Regions from separate parts of the Bombyx mori genome. Here region 1 is linked to region 2. Evidence: chromatin contacts called from public Hi-C data. All regions are on one chromosome and are shown on one strand. The core of a region is the stretch at or near the end of the contact, and the rest is flanking DNA. Distances in the headings are between cores, read along the strand shown. Region 1 has its middle 33 kb from the start of LOC101741581. Region 2 overlaps LOC101741581 (serine/arginine repetitive matrix protein 1).

Region 1 (5,416 bases), core at 844-3,343, 120 kb before region 2:
GAAAACGACATCTACTGTGAAGTAGCATTATTTTTATATAACTATCCTAGCGACATCTATTTGCGAGTAGCATAAAAGAAATTTGTTTTTTGGCGTGTACAAAGGTCAAAAACAATTCTTTCAGTATTATTTATACGTGATATAAACATTTCATTATCTTTAATTACTCTCTAGAAGACATGTATAAAATTTTAAATGTACATTGTATATTGTGTACAGATCTCTACCAATAAATTTGATATAGGTCGTTACGTCGTATTGAAAGTCCGTTGTTCCTGTTTGAGTATTTGAGTTTTTGGCCCATAAATCGATGCCTCCAATGAACACTTCTCTAACTCAAAATTTTAAAATATTCGTTTTTCACGCAAATCGCTTCACTATGTTAAAAGTATTACAATTAATCATTATTGATGGGGTTCGAAGCAAGAGTAAATCAGTTAGTTACACAAAAAAAACCATAAATATATCTGCAATAATAAAGATTTTATCAACTTTTTTTGCTTAAGCGCTCCTGTAAATCTACGAATTTGGAGTTAGCGTAGTGCTCATTGGAGGCATCGAAATATTATCTTATTTACTTTTGTTTTGTGTTTTGGCCCCTCGCCTCGAAGCAGTGTTAGCTGCGTGACTAATGGCTCGATCACACGTACCGAGCAAACGGGCGAGACAGTGCTCTCGGCCGAGTACTCGGTGCGTATAAACATAGCGCCGAACGAAGTGGCGAGCCAGTAGCTCGGCGTCCGTTCTATTTACTAGGCCGAGTGCTCACCCTCCCGCTTCCCCGCACTGTCTGGCTCGCTCACTCGGCAGGTCTAAATGTGCACTGTCTCGCTACTCGGCCACTTGATTGTTATTACGTTGCCGCGCGTGCCTTTTTGACATATTTATTTCTTTAAAACATCTCCAAATAAAATAACAATACACCATGTCTGAAAATAAAAAATAAATAAAATAAAATAACAATCCAGCGTTTTTTCAACAATTCCTTTAATTTTTCTGCCAATACTGGAATGAGTATGTAACTTTGTATATTTTCTAATAATCTTTTTACGATCCGTATTAAAGTCTCAATAGAACTGAAATGACTGTGCTAATTTCAAAACATGTGTGAACAGCTATTCGCTTACATTACTGTCTCGGCCGAGAAACATTTGACTGTCTCGCCCGTATGCTCGGTACGTGTGATCAAGCCTTAAGCCCCGTCGTTTGGGTTTAAGTGGACTGTATACAGTAATAATTTATAAAAAATGTGAGATGATGCATAGAAGAGACTGAACTAACTTGTCATGGGTTTTCTACGTATTCAAATGGCTTCAGTTTCTTAACATAACGACGACGGAAATGATTGCGAACACCAATACGAACGAGGATTATGTAGCTCGCTTTCAAACATGCGAGTTTACATTCCGGGCTCTACACGCCCTTCCCTGGCTGAAGGGTGTTTCTTCTGGAGACGCCTGGGCCTCTCCGTCCCCTTTCTTCTTCCCCTTTGTTATTTTGGTTCTTTGTTATTTATTCTGTCTTTCTTTCTTTCTGTATTGTTTTTATTTCTGTTTTATTTTTTGTTCTGTTTTATGTTTTGTGGTCACGTATGACGCTTTTTCGGTGTGGTGCACGGGAGATGGTACGCCACTTTTAGTCTGCCTTTTTGATGAAGTAGTGAGCCGGCGTTGCTTACGCATCTTCCGGCCGCTGATCGCCATGTCCCCGGCTTCGGCTATAGGGGACTGCCCAGAGGGGGTACCGGTATACCGGCGTGGCTTCGTTGTTGTTCCTCTCAAAGTCGGAGAGTTCCGGGCAACATACTCCGGAACCCGGACGGCGTGGGCGCATTGCCCCATCGCAACGGCAAAACTCCAGGCCAACGCGGGACCTACTACAACACGGACCTAGTACAACGCGAGACCCACTACAACGCGGTACCTACTACAACGCGAGGCCCACTACAACGCGAGGCCCACTACAACGTGGGACCTACTACAACGCAGACCTACTACAACGCGGGCCTACTACAACGCGGGACCTACTACAACGCGGGACCTACTACAACGCGGGACCTTCTATGACGCGGGGCCTACTACAACGTGGGACTTACTACAACGTGGGACCTACTATAACGCGAGACCTACTACAACGCTGATCTACTACAACGCGGGACCTACTACAACGTGGTACCTACTACAACTCGGGACTTACTACACGCGGATCTACTACAACGCGGGACCTACTATAACGCGATATAATATCTATAATCTCCACTATAATCTCCTCTGTAGGTCACGATTCCAATTTGGTGGTAAATACTGCGGAGCACTGCGCTTGCTAAGGCCAGCGTTAACAACCCTCTCAAGTTGAAACCGCGTTCTTACCTACACGTATGGTGAAGCTTTTTTTTTGGGCCGGGGGCCGAACCTCCTACGAAGTTCCCGCCCTAGGGGGCGCGCGGGGTATGTGGGACTTGACGATCTGCAAAGTGTTGGGGGCAGACCGCGGGCCCAAGGAATTTTAGGGCCCACCCACTAAACGACTCCCCTGCACTCTTACACCCGACTTCCGATCTCCGTCCGGGGTCAAAACCCGGTCAGAGTAGGGGGTTCCCGTGGTCAACACTACAACCAGACACGCGGCGCAACCCCTAGGACGCCCGACCGACGGGTCGTCGAGGCGATAGTCGACGACCAACGACGTCGGTCTTCGCGGTACGGCGGGCTACCAGGCCGCCCGGGCGATGCCGTTGGTGTTTCGGGATACCCCGCTGGGCCAGAACCAGCCTGCCAGGTTGGAACGCGATACACCGCCGACCGGGTTGCTCTTCCACAGTATGTTGGGCGACGACAGCGACGACGAAAATGCGGACCGCATCGCAGTCCTCAGCCGCCGACGCGTCGTCCCGTCCTCCTGGTGCCAGCGCGCTAGAGTGACGGTAGCGTGCGGCGTAGCCTTAACCCCCTTAGGTCGCCCCGTGACCATCACCGGGAGGAGACTGCCTCCTCATAGATGTACGGTGAAGCTAGCATAACCCTTCGAGGTTACTAGCAATAGATAGGCAAAAAAAATGCAACAGCAACAGCAGAATTATATTAGTTTTGGGATATACCATACGGAAGGCGGTTAGGTTGGTAATTAGTTTTATATATGAACATCTATATATACTCATAAACGAATTCACGTCCCGCAGTGTACAAACAGATTATTTGACGATACGGACGAATCATATTATCTCTTGTCACTCACGTCGCTCGAACATAACTAAGTTCAAAATGTCGCTGTTTGAATACATTATATTTTATTTGCAAGCACTCTCGTTATAATTATGGAATCGTGCCAAACGTGGGCCCACGCGCCGTCGACCGCTCACGGCAGCCAGCATGTCGTGACGTACTCCATTGATCATAAACAGACAACTTATTTCGAGATCGAAAACTTCGTTACAAATAAATCGTGGCCAAGAGGCCTTTTCGGTTTCACCAGGACAGGTGGGCGAGAAAAGGCTCAGCCAGGGGAAATAAGTCTAGACTAAGTACATCTTTAATTATATTAAAATATATGAGGTTCAAGTAATTTCTTTAAATTTAATAATGACGTAAAATAAAGCTTTCATACAAAAATATGTGAGGACAGGACCTTATTAATATTAATTAAGTTTATTACATACAAAAAGTAGCAAAAGTACTCCGGAAGTCACGATTATTAATAAAATAAAATAACAAAAGGCAGTCTCATAGATCAAAGCCATATCTTGTTGGATAGAGCATGAAAATTTTACTGTTATGAAAAAAAAGATTGCAGTGTGCGACAAAATTACTAATTAAGTGATCACAAAATATGTAAGTATACCTACAATAATCCCACATACAAGATTTCATTGTAAATTACATAAAATCTCTTCTTAACCTATTTATAAACGACCAGAACACATTGATGGCTAAGTAATTTGAAGCAGTCTGCTCATTTGAAAATTTCCGATGTTTCGAAAAAACCTTTAAAAAAATACATGGGTTTTGTTGATCAGAAAATATTTTAAAAAGTATATATTTATTTGTAAATATCTAACGAAGCCTTTTTCAAAGGAAAGACTCAAATATGTGGTCACAGTTGAACAGATGCAGTCGCCCTAATCCGTGTGAAAGGAAGCCGTTCCGGTAATATACCCTTAGGGTACTGAACCTACGTAGGGGCGTTGCTAAGACACGTAAACTTCACACTCTACCGAGTTCCCATAAGGAGAATGTCTAGTACGTTTAGTCTGGTATAGTTGTTGAATATATGAATGAAATCTAGCAAATTAACTTCGAACTCTGTAACTGTCCCATGTGTATTTTTGTTTGTAGACACATCAGCGACAGTCAGGTGCGTGTCTTTACTTAAATAATCGTAATGCAGCTCCAAGTGGGGCAAGTACTAATGTTTATTCTATTTCGAAATTACACCAAATTAGTTTGAATTCGATCTATTCTGTAGTCATTTAAACTTTTAAAGTGAACGTGTCAACGTACACGTGTTGAAGGCCTCAAGTTTAAAACATAAATGCATTCTGAATGAAGTTAGCTGCAAAAGGTCTCTAAAGTACTATTTTTTCTGATCTCGAAGACCTTTGCCATTTGTTGGCGCGGATCTATCCTCAAATTATATTTCTCACCTGCGCTAACTTCAGAAACGTATTTATGTTTTGCGCGTACTAAAACGAATAGCATGAGCTGTAACTAACAGGTACCTTCCTTTTTACCTTATTTTCCGAATATACTTATATAATGTAGTTTTCTCCTAACACCATAAGACTAAAGTAATGGTGACGCAAAAATTGCATTTGACCATCGAGATATTACGTACTGCATTTGAACAATATTTTTCTTTTCATTTGTACTAAAAACTGTCTTGAGTATTTTTACTAAATCTATCGAATTTGTCGTCCATAGAGTCGTTCAGACAGACCTGTAGGTGGAATCATTTGAAACCTAGAAGTCAACGGAGGGACTTCTCTATACACTTCTTGCGTTGATAGTACTCTGCAGAATTGCTTAAAATGATCCCATCACATATTTCAATAATCGCACCACCCGCCATCGAAGCAAAGTTCATCCTTACTTGAAACAGTGCTCATCCAGTCTATTTTTAGATATATTTTGCCATGTACCGTCCGGCTTCGGAATTAACTCTCCTCCACGATGTCTCCCGATCGCTATGACATATCCAAGCGAGGATAAAAAATAACCCTAAAGGGTAGGCAGGGGCTTAGCTATGCTCCTGGCATTGCTGTCATGAGCCCCACTCAATATTAGGTCGGCTGTATGATCGTTTACATTGTAGGGGAGAAAAAAAAACAAAAAAACATCTGACACAGAGCGCGTTTGACAGCTGCTCAGGAAAAATGTAGGGTACTATAAAGAATGACAAGAATTTATGTGTAGCAGATGAA
Region 2 (5,488 bases), core at 1,882-4,381:
ACTCCTCCTATATTGAGTTCAAATAAAAGGAATTCTACGGAATGAACAAATTAAAACTACACTCTAATATGGGTAAAAATTGTTCTATCCAACAACTCAACTTCATCTGTGATTAGTGCGACATTGTTAAGGGATCCAACCTGAATCCCACAGCAATTTTTATATAACAGCTTAAACAGAGCCGAACTACACTTCGTTCTCTGATACAATGAACAATATTTTTTCGCCTTTTTTTCTACTTGGTTATATTTGGTATGAACCCGCAACGCTTGGGCACCACCAATCTGCATATTTGTACAGAGATTAAGTGGTGCGTTCCAGTTGGAACACTGCACGATATTTGTAACTTCATAGGAATAGAAATTTCATTGGCCTAACCGAGGTATTTCATTCACAATTCCGCATTCAGTTCTGATGTTTACGTACTAATATGTACTCTGGTAAATGGCGAAAAATATGACTGATCATTTAGACTAGTTAAAAATTAAAATAATAACGCCATGTTTTTTTTTTATTGCTTCATATTGATAATATTGATTTTACGGTTAAACTCGCGTTTTTGGTTTTTATTTTATTACTTATGACGCTTAGAATACTGTAATACGGTTTTCGTCGCAAAAGTAGTTTAAATTATCTGTACGACTCGTGAACAGCGAAGGAAATAACTAAATTATAAGTTAAGGCTTGGAAATAGCAAATAAGACGGTTAAAATGTTTCAAAAGTCGTCCGTGAATACGTGTTCTATCTCTAAAATATTCTAAATATACTTGTAAAATGTTGAAAATAATAAAATGAACATATTCAATGGGTGACTTTTAATTGTGTTACCACTGTTTTTTACTGGTGGTAGGACCTCTTGTGAGTCCGCACGGGTAGGTACCACCGCCCCGCCTATTTCTGCCGTGAAGCAATAATGCGTTTCGGTTTGAAGGGTGTGGGCAGCCGTTTTAACTATACTGAGACCTTAGAACTATATCTCAAGGTGTGTGGCGCATTTACGTTATAGATGTCTATGGGTTCCAGTAACCACTTAACATCAGGTGGGCTGTGAGCTCGTCCACACATCCAATCAATAAAAAAAAAAAAAAAAACTCGCGAACACCAACCAAAATTACTAAATCTGATCTATAAAAAATGAGAAAAAGTCATTCCAAGAATTTAAAAAGTAGGACTTTGCACAATTAATGTTGTGATACACTCAACCCTATTGAAATTCTGATTACGTCCCACAACTCGACCGGATTCCTTATAATCCGAGCCATTGAAGGCTAGGACCAGCCAACGAGAGAGACTAGTGAGCCAATTCAATTTATTTCATATTAAAATACCAAAAAGGCTTGACACTGTGAGCCTTAATCTAACAGCTTCTAAAAAATTTGTAACTGCTCGTTGTTAAAATATTGGCAGAGTCTGTTATTTCCTACACTTTGGTACAACCTCTTGTTCCATTAAAACTACTTTTACAATTATTTTTACAATTACTTTTACAATTTTCGTAATTTTAAAGTAACAAAGGATACTGCACAGTATTCAAAAATTCGGAAATAAGGTAAATAAAAAACCCAAGACTAAATCGTAAAGGGAGATTTATTTATATCTACAACTGGCGAAAACCGAAGAGAATACTATTTGTCGTCAATTTCAGCCCCAAATTATTATGTCACGAGTACGCAATTGACGGGGCCCCCCGCGGCCATAACATACATTCAGGATTTGACCAACACGCTTAGCTCGTGTCAAATCATTCAAACGCACGATCGCATTCATCATCTACCATTAATTCTTATCAATAAATTTATATTCAACTATCAATCAGCTGCTTCGAATCGTTTCGAATCAATCAAAAATCAAGTTTTTTTACATAAATAAGGGACGTAATGTATTTTGTGAGCACGCACACGTCGGAATCGTGATGCTATGCATTTGTATATCGAAACAATAATGTGTTCCGACTTGAAGGGTAGAACCGTCATTTACCAACTGAAATTTCGACCTCACGTCTCAAGATTGGCGAAGGTGCTCATTTTACGATGTCTATAAACTCCGGTAAAGACAACAGGTGCAAAAATGAAAACTGTATCTATATTATATACATTTGATGATTAATTTTGATGCGTTTTAGTATTGACGGGCAGGTGAGTTCACATGTTACCCTTTATGTTTTAGCTAGTGAGAATGGATGCTGATCTGATCTTAACACGTGCGGTCAAAGTGTGTTACTTTAGCATTGGAATTAGGACTTTTAAGTTAAATACGTGAAACTTTACGGGCTGAAATAGGCAGTTCGTACAAGTAGTGAAAAACCGTTCTATTATAAGTACTCATGATTAAGAGGAAAGCTAATTAGGAAAATGAGGCTTATGTTTACTATTCACGAATAATAGGGGAAGCAGCGGCTCGAGATAACCAATCTATGCATTACCGTATCTCTGGCCTACTTTTCCCAACCCTATTTTTCTCTTGAGTAATAATGTCGTGTTTACTGGTTCCATTTGATTTCCCATTAGTATAACGCACGAAGGAAAACTAGGACACGAATGGTTACTAAATTGTATTTCCCTGAAGGGGTATATCGTGACGCGAAATGGTGACCTAAATGTGAAATATTGAAGTACAAAAAAATAACATTCACAGTAATTTTAAACAATATTTAGTTTTGGAAGTACGTAGCAACGCTCGAGATATAAAGTTTTGTATTATTAAAATTTAAATTCACGATCTTGGGGTTTGCAGAGGTCAGAATGTCACGCAACGCCACACCCCCTGCTATGTTGGTCTAGTATAATAAAATTATCTTGACAATTATGTTTTAGATTCAGATCGATCTCAATAAAACAAAACACTCGAGAAAAGTACGAATAACATGTAAACTAATCTCCAAAAAAAAAAAAGTTAGCTAAGGAGAAAAAAAACAAACATGATTCGGTTGCCGTCCCGAAAAAAAAAAAAAAAAGAAAAAAACACTCAAGCTACTCGTACAATTGAACAGATCCCGCCGTCTTCTCAGTATATTGGCTGTTAACAACAATTGATAAAAGGCGTTGAAGAAGAAACGTGTCAGTCCAATACAATACAGTGAAAGGTTGTGGTCTGATCGTGAGGGTGTGTGAATGTCGCATGCGCGCTGAGTCCAAGGACACGCGCCTTGCCTCAGTCTGGCGGGAGGCAGCGACGCGGCCACCGTCTCCATGCACCACGATCCGCATTGCCGCAGTGGCAGCCGCGTGACTCCGACCCGAGCTTCAGACCCAGCCCAGAGCAGAGCGACCCTAGGCTCGGAAGCCCCGCGCTCCCTCCGATTCAGTCTCGTAATTGGATTTTGTTCGTTCAATAAGCAACGTTGTTCTGATTTGATTGGTGATCGCTTTTCGCTTCAGTGCTGCTGCAGCCTGCTTCCTCCTCTAGATATCGGGAGTTTCTGTCGCTTTATATGTATTAGCGCCTTTTTTTTTCTAAATTATATTTTTTTTATATTTGTCAGGCTTATGTAACGTTTCAATAATTTAATTTAAAGAACAATTTATTACGTTAAAAAAATATATCGGATAGATCAAAGAATACTGAATGTGATTTTGAAAACAGTGGAAATGACTTGCTGGGAAACCATAGGACTTCTGGGTCCTTGCGCGCTTCTTGCCTCTTCCGATAACAGGGTGAGTTTTGAACCACCTAAACCAGTTATGACCATCCATAGCTAAACATCCCACATATTTACCCTTCAAAATCAGATCAAAGAAACCATTTGACCTTTCCTTTATTTGAGTAATTTTCCAAGCCATTGGTCACACTTAAGTGCCGTTTGTAAAAGTCTTTGTACCGGTTCCTATCGAGAACAGCTTCTGGTTAAATATTATACATTTTTAGGGTTGGCATTACAAAATAGTACCATTGGTTATCTAATTAACTAATTTGTTTATTTAAGATATTATTAAAACGCTTCGCAAATAGTTCGTATTACAAATATTGACGATATTAATGACTTGTCATTATAAGGATATCGTAATGGCAAATTCTAACAGTCTCGTAAACAACGCTAAACTGAGAGGGTTTTAACAATGGTTTCTCTGGTGCTTTTAACGACAGAAGAGGTGCTCCGGAGAAATGGATTCTGGTATCGGTTGGACACAACCTGGGTCACGGAGGAAATGGAACCATTCGAAGATGTGAAACCGGATCACGTTTTCGTCAAGCCGTGGTCTAGAGACATTTACTACGCTAAATTTCCTGATATACCCAGAAGCGAATCCGAAGATGAGAACTCCCTCAGTCTGAAGGGGTTCAGGGTGAAGCATCGCCAATGGAAGTCAAAAGTGGACGTTAAACGCTATAGTTTTTCGAAAATGAATATCACTCAAGTTACTGCTAAATTTACCGACGGTGATTCTACGTGTAATGAATTGAAAAGAGTTTCTTCGTTGGCGGAGGTCAAAGGAACTAATCCTGGTGATGACAAAGTGAGAGCCTTCTTCGAACGTTTGTTGGAAAGCGTCCCACCTCCACCCGTTGAAGACTTGCTATCCACCACCACAAATGCAAACATAACCTCAATCTGTGAAGCACCGAAACGTAATAACGATTTCGAAGATATCGATCTTCCCGATTACGAACATTTCGTCAAGAACAAAATGCAAGATTTAGAAAGTAGTAATTACATTCCGACAACATCGACATTAAAAAGATCAAATCGCAACGTTAATTTCAATCTCGGCAATTCTAAATGTCCATTGGACTGTAACGAGTCTTGGTACGAGTCTATTTACGGTGTGTCGGATTTATTATCTATGGAATATGATGAAAGTATGGACACTTCAAAGCTCGGAGAAATTTCACGCACCGACGAAGACGTCCTGAAAGATATAGAAGTATTTCCGTCTTGGTCAGAAATAGTAAACGAGTGTGGGACTAGCGATAGTATTTTTAAAAGTAAAGAATCTTTGAAGTCACTTGAAGATTGTATTATAGCACAATCTCACGGCAATAACCTAAAAAGTGTTGAATCACTCAATGATGTCTCCAATGAAGATGATTGTTACACTCGTTTTGCAATTTATAAAATTTACAAAAATGTTAAATGTAATTTGAAAATGAAAGAGTCATCTTCGTTGTATGATTTAAAATGTGATAGCATTGAAAATATGACCATTAAAAATGCCAATCGAGAAATTTATAACAGAGTGTACCGCTTGTTACCAAAACTAAATGATGCAAGCAAAGAATCTTTAAATACTGATTAAACAACATAAATGTTATATTTTAAATGAAAAATAAATGTACTTTGTTTTATTTAACGTGTTTTATTTATCTTTTATCTATATATATAAAAATGAATTGCTGTTCGTTAGTCTAGCTAAAACTCGAGAACGGTTAGACCGATTTGGCTAATTTTGGTCTTGAATTATTTGTGGAAGTCCAGAGAAGATTTAAAAGGTAGATAAATATGAAATTGCTCCGAATTAAATAAAAATAACAATTTTGGTTTTTCCTTTG

The links. Hi-C and Micro-C count contacts between places; a contact is called where the count stands out from the background.
Region 1: a Hi-C map of whole pupa shows a contact between it and region 2, with 2.0 times the contacts expected there. The contact joins two enhancer-like sites. A contact is called at or near these places in 2 of 7 Hi-C or Micro-C datasets (both in whole pupa).

The regions. Positions count from the first base shown.
Region 1 is chr15:3,801,663-3,807,078 of ASM3026992v2, reverse strand. No RefSeq gene overlaps it. Among protein-coding and RNA genes, the nearest start is that of LOC101741581, 33 kb to the right of the region's middle. Within about 2 kb of position 2,093, at least 1 of the 8 cell types and tissues checked has open chromatin away from gene starts, as enhancers often do.
Region 2 is chr15:3,680,079-3,685,566 of ASM3026992v2, reverse strand. The region is part of intron 3 of LOC101741581 (serine/arginine repetitive matrix protein 1); the gene reads left to right. Among protein-coding and RNA genes, the nearest start is that of LOC101741725, 19 kb to the right of the region's middle. Within about 2 kb of position 3,131, at least 5 of the 8 cell types and tissues checked have open chromatin away from gene starts, as enhancers often do.